Regions from separate parts of the Mus musculus genome. Here all the other regions are linked to region 1. A link is a contact called in public Hi-C data. All regions are on one chromosome and are shown on one strand. Each heading gives the region's core, a stretch centred on a gene start, on an enhancer-like site or on the middle of the called end of the contact. The rest is flanking DNA. Distances are from core to core; before and after follow the strand shown.

Region 1 (5,094 bases), core at 1,148-3,647:
AAATGACCAGCCTCCACACTGAGGCCCCCACATCCCAGGGACAGCTCCCTGTGGACAGAGTGATAAGTACTAGATCCAGAGGGGAAGTGACCACGGGGTCTGTGTTGGAGGACCAGACTTCACACACACACACACACACACACACACACACACACACACACACACACGAAGCCAGAAGGCTATCTTCAAGAACAATGAGCAGCAGGTGGGTGGCCGAATGAACGGTCATCAGCAGAGTGTTCACAGAATAGTGTGGCAGAGCTCTGTGAATGGACTAAGTGAGAATGCTACCCCAAGCATGTTCACACACATGGACAGTTGGTTGACCCCAGTGCCAGGCTTCGAGCAACATTGGTTTGTAAGTGAGCAAAACTAAGACGATTGCTCCTGGGGAATCTGCCAGTCCATCCAGGCTCATGAGGTTGGCTTTCTTCCAAAGGTAGTTAGGCTAGGGTTAGGATGAGCAGACAGGGTTTACAAAGTCCTTTCATCTTCGGGGAAGACCGGTTGCCAGGGGGGTTTTGCATAAAGAAATCACTTTCCAGAAGTGATCACATTTCCCAGTTTCAACCTTCCAAATGCAACTGGGAAAAAAGTGTGCATGAAAGGACCCAAGGCACGGGACGCAAACTGCTTGATGGCTGCCCCAGGGCTCGACGAGTGTTACAGGCACTGAAAGGGGAAGCAGGTGACAGTCAGGTGGTGGCCACAGTGTCCCTGTGGTTACCTGCCATCCTCTACTGTTAACAGAGCTCTTCTCACAGTGTGTGAAGGACAGATGCAGAGAAGCGACGTACATTCCAAGAGTTAAAAGAGAAGAGCAAATTCCTTTCTCCAAACATTAACTAACCTTCCCGTGTCTCTTTCCTTCCTTTCCCCTGACCAAAACAGGAGGCGGAGACAGACCGACAACAATAAAAATCATCAGAAGACTTCAGGAAAAATCATTCAGGGGAGGAAACGGTGCGGAGAATTGTCTTCAAATACCACAGACAGGCAGTGTGGAAGACAGTAATGTGTGTGGATGACTGTAGGACCCAGAAGGGCTCACCATCTCCAGTCCTGAACCGCTCCGTCTGCAGCTGTGAGTGACATTTGATGGATGGTGGATGTATGGGTTGACCTATGGTTGACGAATGGTTGGGCACACTGTGCTCCGAGCTGGGCCTGCAACCTCACCACCGAGGACCTGCTGGGCGACCTCACCTTTGCTGGTGACAACGGGAATAGAGTATTCTTCTTCTTCATACAGAAATGAGTCTGACAAATCACAATCACCTCGTCAGGGGGGGGTCTTCATTCCAGAGGCCATCTCTTCCTCATCAGCTACATTCGAGAAGTAAAAAAGCTGAGTCTCCTTATTAAATTCTCAACCCAGTGCACAGGAAGAATATGAAGAAATGGAGGTTAAGATAACCTTGCGGTTTCCACAGTCTCCCAAATGGTGAGTGAGAGACCGGGCCAGGACGTGAGCAGAGCCTGTCTGAGTCCACCAAACCTCCACTGGCATTTTTGGAAGTCCAATTTGTTGACAAATCTTTATAACTTTAAAATAAAACTGGGACGCAGGCGCCCAGTACGCTAGAGCTCAAGGGGAAGGTTTTTATACTGAAAACTAAATGCTCTGGGTTTAATTTAAAGTTCTGATCTTTTAGGGTGCTCAGTCCCGGCACCTTCTGATCAGCGGTGCCTCTGCCTGCGCAGGAACAGGCTCCAGCATGCTTGATTTAGCACACAGCCCTTGGAAGGGAGGGGTGGGGGGGACAGCTCGGCCTCGTCTTTCTCGTCTATTAATTACAAGCATTGTTCCCTTGGAGCTCCCTTCTTTCCCCCTAAGCGAAGGCAGCAGCCACCTGATCGCTCTTATAATTACACAAGCAACACATTTTTAAATAGGGAGCTGTTTATATATAACACATGCTCGTGGAGAAACCCAGACTACAGGATGGGAAAAAGAATTATAACCAAGTGCCATTTACTAAACACTCCCTAGGGGACGAAGGATGGAAGGGCCACGTGACTCGAGCCTGCAGAAAGGAGTTTATCCGACTCAGAGAGGCAGCCTTTGCTCCTGTCCTCTGCCTCAGATGGGCACGGAGACTCTCAGCCGGGGACGAGGGAGGGCCAGAGAAGCCTAGGGGACTGACAACTGGGTGAAGTCTGTTCACTACTCCGCAGTGTTTCCTTGAATTCTGACCTTGTGTGACGTTCACTTGAGCTTCTGACTTGGCAAGTGACATGTTAGAATGCAGTGTTTTCCGGGGGTGGGCAGACCGCTCTTGGTTTGCACCCCCAGTGACTTCCAGTGTTCACTCCATCAAGACCATTCCATGCCTATCTGGTGGCTTACCCAATTTTCCAGGCAGAACCATTTCATCTTGCCTGCCCTCCAGCGCCCCCTGGCGATGCCCTCAAATTTCTGTTCCTCTTCAGGCTTCCTTCCCCATCCTCTCCAGGCTCCTAGTCCTACGCTCAGCATTTTATACATTTTATTTTCTGAGGATACGCCCAAGCATTCTACAAAAATTTAACTCACGGCCCAGGCAGAGACTGCATGGCTCACAGACAGCTAATGGCCGCTAATGGCCTCCAGCTGCTCAAGGGTCACTGTTGCATTCAGAGAGGGCTCCGTTCAGGACCTTGAGGGCACCGGGCCTTGTGCTATCAACTGTAATTCATATTTAATGGAGACTGCCTTAGTGATTTCTTCTGGAGGGCTTAGGAGTCACGGTTTACGAGTCCTAAACTCTTTGTTATTTTTCCTTTTGTGTTTTTCTGTGTTTCATAAATGCTTTTTAATAATCAGAAAGTTAGAGAGACATTTTAATATATGAACTTTAAGTAAAGGACAGTTTGGAATATTAAAGGCCAGTGGTACCAAAATAGAATAAAACAATGTGGCTCTGCCATCTAGTGGTCACAACACAAAAGGGCAAGAGGACGTGAAGGGCTTAACTCTGGGGACACCAGGCATTTGGGGGGGTGGGGGGGATGAGGTTTCCCAGCACGGGCTCTGAGAACTCTTCCAGCCTTACAGTGGGAGTGAGTGGGTAATTCGGCTCTTTTTTTTTCTTTCTATTTTTCTATTTTATATAATTAATAAAACAGTGCTGGTATAAAAATTCACACAAGCTGCTAGGGTGCATACAAGTTCCAAAACTGTCCCAGATCTGTGGTACATTCAGTTTTGTAAGGGTGCACTCAGATCAGTGTAACAGGCAGACGTGATGTGCTAGCTCATTCCCTTTGGTAAGCCTATGCTTGTTACTCCTCACAGTATCGCTCTGATATACACTTTGTGCAGGGTCTGCGTTTCCTGAGATGTCAAACATTAAGGCTGGATCTACAAGGGGCAAGGACTGCCCACAGCAGTGACAGCCCCTGGGCCCTCAAACCCCCCCCACCCCACTTCAGAATGACCCAGTGACCTCCAACCAGGGGTCTCCAGGTCTCTCTCGATCAGGTAGGAAGCAGTTGCTGGGGGGATGGTAGAAACTGAGGCAATCTCTACAAGAACCCAAATGGCCACACTGTGGTGTGATCAGGCCAAATCCAGTCCCCACTAAGTAGATCCCATTGGTCGGTTGATGATTGCTGCTGATATGAACCCCTCGCCCCCTAACTTAAAAGGAAAGGAAGGTTTGGGGTTCAACACTGAACGGGAAGGGCAGCGAGCACTAACGACACTAGACATTGATTCCCTGACAAACGTTTGCCATCAGACAGACACAGCCACACGAACAAACACTACATTCAAGAGTATCTTGGGTAATTCAGTTCTTAATTAGGGACAGCTGTGGAGTGCTACTGTCTCCTGCCACTATCCTACCTGATGTGAAGCCTTAGATAAGGGATGGATGGGGAGAGAAGGCACCGCTTGTGTAGCTAGGGATATCCTGAGGGGCCAGCCACACTCCCCAGAGCACCCGCACCCAGTGATGATGGGCTTCCAAATTCCCTGAGACTGTAGGGCAGTGGTGGTGCATGCCTTTGATCCCAGCACTCAGGAGGCAGAGGCAGGTGGATTTCTGAATTGGAGGCCAGCCTGGTCTACAAAGTGAGTTCCAGGACAGCCAGGGCTACACAGAGAAACCCTGTCTTGAAAAACAAACAGAACCCCAGGAGAGATGGAGAGATGGCTCAGTGGTTAAGAGCACTGACTGCTCTTCTGGAGGTCCTGAGTTCAATTCCCAGCAACCACATGGTACTTCACAACCATCTGTGATGGAGTCCAATGCCCTATTCTGGTGTGTCTGAAGACATCCGTCTGTCTGTCTGTCCACCCATCCATCAGTGGTGGATGAGAATGGCCCCCATCATCACACATATTTGACCCCAATCAGTGGTCCCCGATTGTTGGAACTGTTTGGGAAGGATTGGGAGGTATAGCCTTGTTGGAGGAGTGTCACTGGGGGTGAGGCTCAAAAGTCCATGACATAAGCAGTTAGGTCTCTCTCTGCATCATGGCTGTTGCCTCAACATGCAAGCTCTCGGCTACTGCTCCAGCACCATGCCTGCCTGCTGCCATGCTCCCCAGGATTATCGAAGACTTCCCCACACTCTGGAACTGTCAGTCCCAATAAACTCTTCTATAGGCTGCTCTAGTCATCGTTTCTCTTCACAGCAGTGAGACAGTAACTAAGGGACTATCTATCTATCTATCTATCTATGTATCTATCTATCAATCATCTATCTATCTATCTATCTATGATCTATTTTCTATCATCAACCTGCAATCTACAAATCTTTCTATCTATCTATCTATCTATCTATCTATCTATCTATCTATGTATCTATCTATCATCTATGTATCTATCTATCAATCATCTATCTATCTATCTATCTATCTATCTATGATCTATTTTCTATCATCAACCTGCAATCTACAAATCTTTCTATTGCCTTCCACCTGTCACTGCCAATCACTGAACACAGATCTTCCCAGGAATCAGTCTCGAGCCAGTCCCTTCTGCATGCCTCTGTTGTTTGGTCTGATGGTACTGTAATGCTAAATTCTGTACCAGAAGGTCAGGGCCTAAGAGTGAATTCTCACATTTGGAAGCTTTTTTTTTTTTTTTTTTTTTTTTTTTTTTT
Region 2 (5,094 bases), core at 1,833-4,332, 220 kb before region 1:
AGGTATTATCTATCTATCTATCTATCTCATAAATGCCTTCATATATCTATCCTTATACACTCCTTAATATTTCTATATATAGTACACACATACACACATTCTATCCAACTGAAATGGAACATGCTGAACTTTACTTAACATCCTCCTGACATATGGGAAAACTCCTGGCTTTGAATATTAACTATCACCCAACTCTATGACAAAACTCCTGTGTTTGAGCATCAGAAAAATCCCATGAGCTACAGACTTTCTGACAAGATCCTAATTTTAGATATTCTGTACTCTTTCCTTATTTTCATCAAACTAACTTTCCTGGGTTTTTTTTTTTTTCAGCTCAAATACTATGGTCAGTGATTATAAAATCATTTTGACAATAAATGTTCCCAATCTACTGACTTACAGGGAACTCTAAACTCTGCGTTTCCTGCTTATGTTAAAAAGAAATAAAATATTTTACAGCTTCTTGTTATTTTTCAACCCTGACAAAGAACTTTCTGCATAGATTTTTTTTTCCAGTCAGTAAATTGACTTGTGGGTCACTGGCAGGGGAGATAAGAAGCCAAGGCCTCAAGATGTTGACTGACACTGGTGTTAAAGGCATCTGACCTCTAACAGAGCCGTGATAGAACTCAAATCCCTTAGAACTTGAACTTTGACCTAGCAGACCTGTCACTCTGCTCTTAGCTTGAGTCATGGACCCTGAATCTCTCCCAGAGAACCTTCACACCAGAGAAGCGACGCTCCAGCATGGTTGCCATCTCACGTCTCCATCCTATAATGTTTATTGGCTACCCAAGGTCAGAAGACCCGCAGGAACAACGGCCACCAAGCCCTCAACACAACCATCTTCAAAGGCCACTGGAGAAGTTCCATGTCTTAGAAGTCTTTGCAGCTGCCAAGGTCACCACCTGCTCAGACGACTTCATTTCCAGCGGGTGATTTGGCTGGAACTGGTTCAGTTCTGCAGATGAGCTTATTGACCTATATGATCCATGGTCCAATTACAACTCCATGGCCACCAATCAACAAAAGGTGTCACCAAGCCTATGGGTATAGAGCTAGTCACCTCTGAGTTTACTTAGCTTGGCTACAGCAGGGAAGGGGTGGAGTGTGTGTGTGTGTGTGTGTGTGTGTGTGTGTGTGTGTGTATGACTATGTGAACTGTGTAGGACTGGAAGAGTTGTACTCCATCACGTCTGTATATGTGTGTATAGCGTGTGCATGTTTCTATTGTGGCGCTCTGCGGTTCTGTGACTGTAATCCGGTATGAGAGCGCACATATACATGTATGTATAGTGAGTGCACTTCACTTGTGCAACAGATGAGAACAGAAGGAAGAAGAAAAAGGTAACAGACAGACAGAAGACATTCTACAGCTAGAATCAGTTATAAGGACAGCTATGAGTGACAGAGGCCAAAGACAGAGAACAGGAGGCAAGAAAACGGAACACAAGAAGGGAGAGCCGGTCAGGAGCAAGGCCTCCTCAGACCGGTGTATGAAAGGCAGTAGATGCAGAAGCTTGCAGGCGAACAATGCCCGCTTTGTCATTTTTCTGTCTCATTGTCTGCAGTCTGAGACTACCTCCACGGAAGGTGGTTCTGTCCATTTCTATAGCCTCCTTGCCAATCCCAGGGTTTTATTTCCTAACAACTAGCAACAGCCAACAAAGGAAGCCACCTTGTCCTCTGCCTCAACAAGGTAAACAGTGGCTGTCCCCAGTCTGCCCCCCATCCCAGATCACATACAGGTAGGGTAAGGGCCTTGCAGAGAAGCTGGGAGGGTGGGATTGAAGAGAACGGGGTCTGAAAACAAATGGCTGCCAGGCCTAGCACTTACTGCGGAGCAGTGACAGATGAGAGATGATAACACAAGGGGCGTGCCTCTAGCAAGAAGGCTGGGGAGGAAGGACTTAGAATCACTGTGCTTCTTAGAAAGGGGACTTTCTCTGTTGGGTTTGGGTCTCCTTGTAGCAGATGGGGTTACATTAGGCTAGGCCTCTGGTCCCCAAAGTCCTTGAGAGATCCTAGAGGGATCCAGAGTGTCCCTTTAGCACCTGTGTGTGAGGCTGGATGAGGCAGGTCACAATCTCCCCATGGCACCAACCTGGCCTGCCTTGGTTTGAAGATCGTAAAGTCTTTCCCCCTGGGCCCCCCAGTGCTAGCACCTTATGACTGTTTAGAGGTGCTTTTGTTGAGGCCATGAGACAGTTGACAGTGAACTTTGGCAGAGTAGACTCCTTGATTCCTGTGATTTAGGGTCCTCACTGGCTGGCCCCTAGTACCCCAAAATGTTGTGTACCCTTAGATGCTGACTCCTGGAGATTGAGAAGCCCCAGTCACCATGGGCTGACTAAAGTGTGGCAAGGCCTGGTATTCAGTAATGAAGAAGCAGAGAGGATTCTACCACACGAGTCTGTGCTGCTCTGTTTCCCGTAAGTTCTGAAAGAGCAAAGGGAAGCCCGGATGTGATGATCAAGGTTCCCACTATGACAGTGGCCACACCTATACCTTCATTCTGGCTTCATGTTGTTTGCCACAGCATCTCCAATGATCTCGTCCTATCCTAACACGCCACCCACTTTGTCAACAAACAGCCACTGTCTCTCAGATCTTCAAGCACAAGTCATCCCTAAACTCTTAAGCTATTTCAAATGTCACAGCAGGCCGGCCACTGTGTATCCCATGAAGATCGTAAATCAAGCAATCAAACAACAACAACAACAACAATAACAACAGCAGCAACAAAACCTGGACAATCATTAGTCAAGTTTTCTGTGAGCCATTCTCTTTGCTATAGGAGCTGCAGGGCAGGGTAAGGGGCCCCTAACCTCTGGAATGAATGGCTTGGATGAAGGCATTCACAACCAGATCACCCCCACCTCCACCCCCACCCCTCCACACCCTCACCCCCACCACCTACTAAATGACCACAGGCTCCAAAGACAGGTGGACAAATCTGTCAAATAAAAAATAATATATACCAAAAAAAAAAAAAAAAAAACTTCATCCTGTCCCAGCAGACTGTGAAGCAAAAACAGATGCAAACGGCAGAGCTGTAACCCATCCAAGAAGATTCTAAATGTTTAACTGTCTGCCTGGTGCTGATTCTCATCAGAGGGAGTCTCACAATATGGGGTTTTGCAGGCAGCCAGCTCACACATACAGTTATTTTTCTCTGGTTTTTAAAGAAGCGCTATGCGCATGTTTTCATGTCTACTCTCAAGCTGCCTTTTGGTAAATCGTTATTTACCTTAAGTCCCAGACTCCCTTTTCACACTGGAAAGTTCTTTGCTGGAATCATCTCAAAGCCAGGAAACCTCTTCCTAATTGGACTGTAGTTTATTTCTGTCTCTAGAAGCAACCACTTCAGATCACTAGCCTGTGGGTGGTTTGCATACGCGCGTCATGCAGATGTTACACTCTTGCAGAAGATAGCTAGCCACTCTCTCTCACCATGCAGGGCCTTCCTCCCAAGATGATGTGATGTAAGAAGTCAGCCCCACTAAGGGAAGTGGTAGCCAGGTGATGAGTCAGCTCAGAGGCCTCTCTTGCCCCAAATGATGTCATGGCAACCACCTGAGAATGCTCCAGTGGCCTCAGGTCACAACTCAGCTTTATCTGAAAAACCTGCCTTAGCTCCTCCTTTCTTCACCATTATGAAAGGCTGTCTCCCTCACAACTCACATGTCTGGGGATCCTGTCTCAGGCTCTGCTCTGGCCCTGGACTTAAAATAATGTAGAAGAATTTTATTCCAGCAACATGGCTGATCTGGCAAGGGATCACATCCAAAGACCTAGATCTTTGAGATCTGACTGGAATGTAAACACACCACACACCGTTGATCCCTCTCGCTGGAATAGATGTGCCCTTAGTACACATTATTTAAGGTAAAATTGGTTTGTAGAAGAAGGCAGCCATGTTTGAAAGGGTTGTCTAATGAGGGCCAGACAAAGTGACCGATCAGAGAAAGATTTGACAGAATCGGTCAGAGATAGGATATGCCCAACTATGATAGGAACGGCACAGGAAAGAGGCTATTTGAGAATAGCACAGTGAGAGAGAGAGTCAGTCAGTTGGGAGGCAGTGCAAAGGAATTGAGTCTGTGAGTCTGTGCAGTTCAGTGTAGGTTAGCAGAGACCGTTGAAGCCAGAGAATAAGAAGGAGCCAGAAGATTAGAACAGATTGCCAGAGTTCGTTTGAGGCCAAGCAGAGCAATTCCGTGAGAAGCTGAGAGAAGCCAGATTGGATCAGTCAGCTTGGAGAGGAGTTCAAGCCAGAGCAGCTGAGTTGAAACAGCCAGTCAGAGTTTAGAAAGAACTAGAGAGGGGGAGGTTACTTAGCAGTAAGCCTCTGTGATGACAATTACATCAGGCAAAATAGAAGATACTTTTGTAAAACAGTGCAGGAATCCAAGTTGCGATGGTTCTGGAGAGCCTCCAGTCGGAAGGACTTTTAGCTGGCGTCATAGATGGTCCATAGTTGCCCTATGGTAGTCCCTCTTCTTTAGTTCCTTTTAGAGGTTTAGCTTGTCTGGCAGAAGCAAGTCAGAGTGTCTCCACTCAGGCATCAAGCAGGAAGGCAGGTCTTGAGTACACGTGCCTTGACTTCAATGAATGGATTCTTCCTAAGGGGTAATCCCTTACCCGATGACCCATTTTGATCCCTGGAACCAACAACTGAAAGAGAGAACTGACTCCCTAATGTTGTCCTATGACTTACACATACACACCAGGACATGCCTGTGCCTACACTGACACACACACACACACACACACACACACACACACACACACACACCATAACAAATTTTAAAAAAACTGAATAAAGAAGACTCCAAAACAGTATCACTAACTGGGAACAAACTTCAGACACACAAATTTCACATCCAACCCATAAGAGCCTCCATCACTGACAGGCTTGAGGCAGACTTAAGGCTATAGCGCAAGGCAGGGCAGACACGTGAAGGGCCATGCAGATGGGCTGTCCCTTACCAGACCATGACCATAGTCTGAAACTCTCCCTTAGAGATTCAGTGGATGGAACCATGAAGCTGAAACACAATGTGCTTTATTATGCTGTCAGCTGTTAGCACT
Region 3 (5,094 bases), core at 1,250-3,749, 180 kb before region 1:
ATCCACAGGGCCTCTGGATGCACGACCCCGCACTTCCCCTCAGACTTGGGTGGAAACGGACACTCAGTGTTTAAATGCAGTTGCCGTGCCTGGGTATCCCTGTGTACCTTGGCTAAAGTAATGAGCCTTTCTGTTATAAATAGGTTCCTAAGCAGCCGAGTATATCAGAGGATAAGAGCCCTGATTGTTCTTCTGACTAATTCAATTTCCAGCAAACACATGGTAGCTCTCAACTATCTGTAGCTGGGTCTGATACCCTCTTCTGGTATGTCTGAAGACAGCTACAGTAAACTCATACGCATTAAATAAATAAAATCTTTAAAAATTTTTTCCTACTTATGAGAACAGACTCTTGGACCTGGGTAGAGACCTAACATTCCAGGTGGGCTGCTTCAATCACTCTGACTTCCAGGCCCAGGAAGGTGGCTTACCTTAAGACATGCTGAAGAGTTGGATGGAATCATTAGAGCTTTAATATGATGCTACTACACCTCTTACTTCCCAGAGTCCCTGCCCCTACTGCAGCAGCTTAGGAGCCATAGTCAGAAAAAGGTCCAAGCCTGCATCTGTGTGCTATTTTGAATTGCCCAAGAACAGCTTTTCCTTTTCTTCTCCGTTCTAGGGATGCTTTTCCTATCACTTTCCTCAGCATCTTGGGCTTCCTTGCTTTCTCTACTGCTTCCTCCCCTCCATGTGCGTGCCTTCCATGCGAGCATCCATGGCTTTCTCCTTCTGTCCTCCTCCCTCCTCCAGGCAGCTGCTAAGGCTCACAGCTTGCCCCTTTGAGGTTTCTCTTTAGCCGCTAATAAAGTTGTCCTAATGCTTCCATTTGAATCCATTTCTAAACCCCCAGATAAATGAGACTAAAAACTCCATGAGAGGATCCTAATTTCTGGTCACCCACACAAGCTCAGTGGTTATGTGGTGCAGAGACCCCAAACTCCAAGCTTTATCCACTAAGCCATTTATCCAGCCCCAGCTTACAAGTTTCCAAGTAGTAAAATCAGTGATATACTTAAAATACAGAGAATATTCAAGACAGAAACACAACTTTGGAGAGAAAAATATTTAATCTGTTTCATGGAAAAAAAGTACAAAGCTTTGGAAGAGCTTTAGGTTTGCAAGTACAGTAGGAACACACACGCTTCCCAGACGCTTGGCTCCACGCTCCTCGAGTTAGTGAAGCCGTCAAGCTCTTATCCACCCAATAATGCACTTGAAGAAGCCACTGAAGAGTTTGGTCTAGAAATAAGTGTAAAATACATTGCATAAAAATATATTAATCCATCTACAAACACTTTAAAATGCATAGCAAGGAAATTCTTTCAGGACTAAGCCATGTCTAGAAATACCAGTATCTGAACTTGTATACTGGATTTCCACTGCATTGTTTAGGCATGACATCCTCACAGCAGAGCACCTCTATGCTCACAAATGACATCATTTACCCACACAAGATGGCAACAGTCTCTAACGTGATCATCCATGAAGCATACCTTGAAGGAGTAACAGACTGGTGGAGGTCTTGATTCCTTAAGGCGTGAAGTAATGACAGTAACGGCGTCTCTTACAGAGAGACCTAAAGCTATACCATCAGCCCATGGACAGTGAGGAAGCCCTACTTCAAAGAGAAGCCAATCTGAAGTCAGTCACACGGGGTCCTGTTCTCTGCTGTAGAACACTGAGAAATTACTAGGAATTTTAGAAAAATGATCACTGCAACACGTTCCCCACTTGAGTCCCTGTGGAAGCCCAGCTCCTCAGCAAAGGCTCGACAGGAATACAGCTGTTTCTGTAGCTGAGGGCGGAGGTCACGGGCTGAGTTGGGGCTCTGGCTTAGTTTTTGAGGGTAACTTGCAATGATGACATCACAGGCATGCACCGACAATACATTCCAACCCTGTGCCAACAATTATGTTTCTGGTGGAACTAAAAATAGAGACAAGCAGTCTTTAAAATAGAAGATACCCCAATGGCTACACTAGGAACGTATGTGCTTTCATCCCCACTGGCATCATTTGATTGTTTGATCTTATTTATCTCAACATATTTTCTCATGAAACTAGGTTCAGAATAATAAAAATCCTCTTTAAAGAGTCTGTATCTCAGAGGGCGGAACCTCACCTCCCTTTTGTTTTATTTTGTTTTATTTATTCCATGTGGAAAGCTGAAACTAAGCAACCCAAGAGTTACTAGAGCTTCAGATTTCACTTTCAAACAGCAACACTGCTCACGCCCACGTCTGAGCCAGGCCAGGCACTCTAGTATGTAGGTCCAGTGTTTATTTCTAACCCACAGCTGAGGGCGGCCACAGGTGGAAGTGTACTGGAAAGTCCTTGCGGTTCTTTCCTTGGGTCGGGAGGCTGTCGAGAGCAGTGTCCACAGGCACACAGGAGTGACGTGCAAGGGGAGCAAAGGACACACCACACAATGAGTAACTACACCTAGACGCACATTCCACAAGCGTCTAGGGTTTTAGTTTTCAACTCTGACCTCTGACAATGATTAAACCAAAGCACCACGCCATGGCGAAAGCTATCCTAGCAGAGCCTGCAGGCAGGGCTGTGTCCTATTCTGGGCCAGCCTGTGTGCTCATAGCGGCCACCCGAGAGCCAAGGCGCCAGCCTACACAAGCCGGCACAGGCAGGAGACAAGGCTGATTAGCCACAGAATGCCACCTCGCTTGATTACCAAGCCTCTAACTTTAACGACCATTCTGTCTATTACCCTAACGCAAAGAAACTGGAAAAAGGAAATTCTATTAAGCCAGGTTAAAACAGTGACTCAGGCGAGGGCTCATTCTTCATGTCGGCTTTGAAACACGGGTGGAAAAAGCAATCTTGGTGATTATCACGCAGGTCTGCCTCAAGGTATGTGACTCTGTCACACTGTCATTTCTGACCCATGTAGTGCGCTGCTCACTGAACCATAGTACTGCTTCACGACCACACTACTTCACAATGGACAGACGCTGCACTGGGATGCCCCTAAAAACCACCACTGGCACACGCAGGACATCTTGTCTCACACTGCCACGCTGATTTCAGGAACAACTCCTGAGTCACCAGGGAGCCTGCACAGCAGACCATTAAGGCTGCAGGAAGGCAGAGGACTTTATTCCTCTACACCTCACTTGGTTCACAAAACACACTGTGTCCGATATGGGTAGACGTCTCCAGGCCTGCACCAGCCATGCTCGTTATGGTGGACTGGCTGCTGGGACAGTCCTGTTGAGCTAACTGGGATGTCTACACATACTCCTGCCAAGAAAAAACTGTGGATAGTCACTGAAATTAAGGGCACAGAAAATCCTCTGGGAACCAATGATTATATAGACCATTCCAAGGCCCAGATGATAAGAATCTATGAGAAGTCATGTAAGTTGAATGACTTTAATGAATTTAAATGAATTTTACAAACACGCATTCCCAGGGCTCCTGGAATCCTCTGGACTGATAAGTTACTACATGAAGGAATGAAATATGTGACCTTGCAAGTTTGGGAGACGACAGAGTAGGCAGTGGGGCAGACAGCTGTCCACTTCCTCTGTGTACACTCTTAGTGCTGATGTGACTGTTCAAGGAGGAGGGACTCTATCCTAAGGCTGTTGTGAGGATTGCGTGTGGTCAGCACACAGAAGGGAAACTCCCAGCAGGGAGCGAGAACTCAATGAAGGTAAGCCTCCTTCTGCCCTCGTCTGAAGGCCGGGGGGTAGGTCCCCACTTTCCACACTGTAGGGAGCCTCGGTTAAGCTCTGCTGCTGTCAGCCAGCACCCACATACTAGGTCCTGTTCTAGGCACTGGACGCTACCCCAGGAGCTTCGTACCCAACATGCCGAAGCAGCTTCCTTCTCTGGAACATTCACACCTAGTCTGTAACGTTATTCTCAAGTACTTTGAAGACTGCAGAGGGCACCGCCCCAGGGTGAGAGCACCCACCAGGGCACGCAGGTTATAATCTGAAGATTCTTGTACAAGCTGTTAAGAGTGTGGTGTGTCTCCAGCTATGTCTGGATCCTCTATGGAAAAGCCGTATTCATTAAAGCTCCAGAAGGCCTTTTTAAATACTTCAATACAGTAGAGAGGTGCTTCTTTATAAACAATATTGTTTATGAAATGGTAATACATTCTACCATAAAGTGTTCTTTTTCTTCTCGAGCCCAGATTCTACTGGGACTGCTAACATGTCAAATGGTGGAGAAAGATTTTGCTTTAGAAACTGGAGTTGTAAAAAAAAAAAAAAGTCAAGCCCATGTCTGTGGCCATAAATTATTGTCATTATTAGAACTAAACTGATAAGTAGCAGTTCATAAATTACTCCCTGCTAAATGCCGTGGGAGCATTTTACTGAAGCCTGGCGGCAAGCCCAGGCTTGGTCCAGCAGCCCAGCTCTGCAGGGCAAGACACTGCTAGAGTCTATACTCCTGCCACTATACCATGCTAAACAATAAAACACCGTAATTATCCCTGTCCTCACCAACTACAATTTTAAAGGAAACTGGTAAATGAAAGGACTCTAAATAGACCCCCATCTTTGGTAACAGAAGTGGCTTTAGAAAAATTATTAGTGCTTACAATTCAGATTATTTTAGTATCTTTGAGAAGATTAGATTACTCTCTAAAGTACTGGCCATTGAGTATTCTCAGAGGTAGAATTTCAGTGAGACAGCACGGGCTTGCTCATTTAGAGCTTAGGTGACACGGCCCCTGCACGTGGCTTTATGTTACTGTTCACTACAAAACATAGCTTTTCGTGATTTCATTTTCCTCCTGAGGACTGAACCCAGGGCCTCTGCGCACGGCAAAGAACCATCTTCCAAATGAGTTAACAACTCTGATCTTTGCCAAGCCAGAGGCAAAGGCAGAAGCTGAAGACTTTTCCCTGGATGGAGAAAGACAGTCAGTTCCGCGTATGTGGAGAAACCATGGTTACACATGTTCATTAAGTCCTAGATTTCCCACACTGCAAAACAGAGGCCCACATAACCTATCTCAGTGGTGTGAGCCCCAAGGCAGACAGAGTTGTCTCAGGACAACTACAAGGCTCTCAGAGAGGACAGGAGACGCTGCAGCTCCAGAAGTGCTGTGACCAAG

What was found. A called contact is a pair of places that touch in the nucleus more often than the background predicts.
Region 2: a contact with region 1 is called in a Hi-C map of cerebral cortex, with 2.8 times the contacts expected there. The contact joins two enhancer-like sites. A contact is called at or near these places in 1 of 15 datasets of contacts at CTCF or cohesin (large pre-B cells), 1 of 484 Hi-C or Micro-C datasets (cerebral cortex), 3 of 115 datasets of contacts at active chromatin or transcription factors (VIP interneurons, astrocytes and kidney) and 2 of 9 other capture datasets (adipose tissue and pancreatic islet).
Region 3: a contact with region 1 is called in a Hi-C map of uterus, with 4 times the contacts expected there. The contact joins two enhancer-like sites. A contact is called at or near these places in 12 of 484 Hi-C or Micro-C datasets (B cells, the G1E-ER4 cell line, bone marrow-derived dendritic cells and 7 more), 2 of 115 datasets of contacts at active chromatin or transcription factors (cardiomyocytes and embryonic stem cells) and 3 of 9 other capture datasets (adipose tissue, embryonic stem cells and pancreatic islet).

Annotation. Positions count from the first base shown.
Region 1 is chr19:56,420,509-56,425,602 of GRCm38.p6, reverse strand. The region is part of intron 2 of Casp7 (caspase 7); the gene reads right to left. Among named protein-coding and RNA genes, the nearest start is that of Casp7, 26 kb to the right of the region's middle. Within about 2 kb of position 2,397, at least 44 of the 459 cell types and tissues checked have an H3K27ac peak or open chromatin away from gene starts, as enhancers often do. A contact at or near this core is called in cerebral cortex and uterus, where this site is marked.
Region 2 is chr19:56,645,944-56,651,037 of GRCm38.p6, reverse strand. No RefSeq gene overlaps it. Among named protein-coding and RNA genes, the nearest start is that of Gm32441, 16 kb to the left of the region's middle. Within about 2 kb of position 3,082, at least 19 of the 459 cell types and tissues checked have an H3K27ac peak or open chromatin away from gene starts, as enhancers often do. A contact at or near this core is called in cerebral cortex, where this site is marked.
Region 3 is chr19:56,599,461-56,604,554 of GRCm38.p6, reverse strand. It overlaps a transcript of Nhlrc2 not described here. Among named protein-coding and RNA genes, the nearest start is that of Nhlrc2, 54 kb to the right of the region's middle. Within about 2 kb of position 2,499, at least 41 of the 459 cell types and tissues checked have an H3K27ac peak or open chromatin away from gene starts, as enhancers often do. A contact at or near this core is called in uterus, where this site is marked.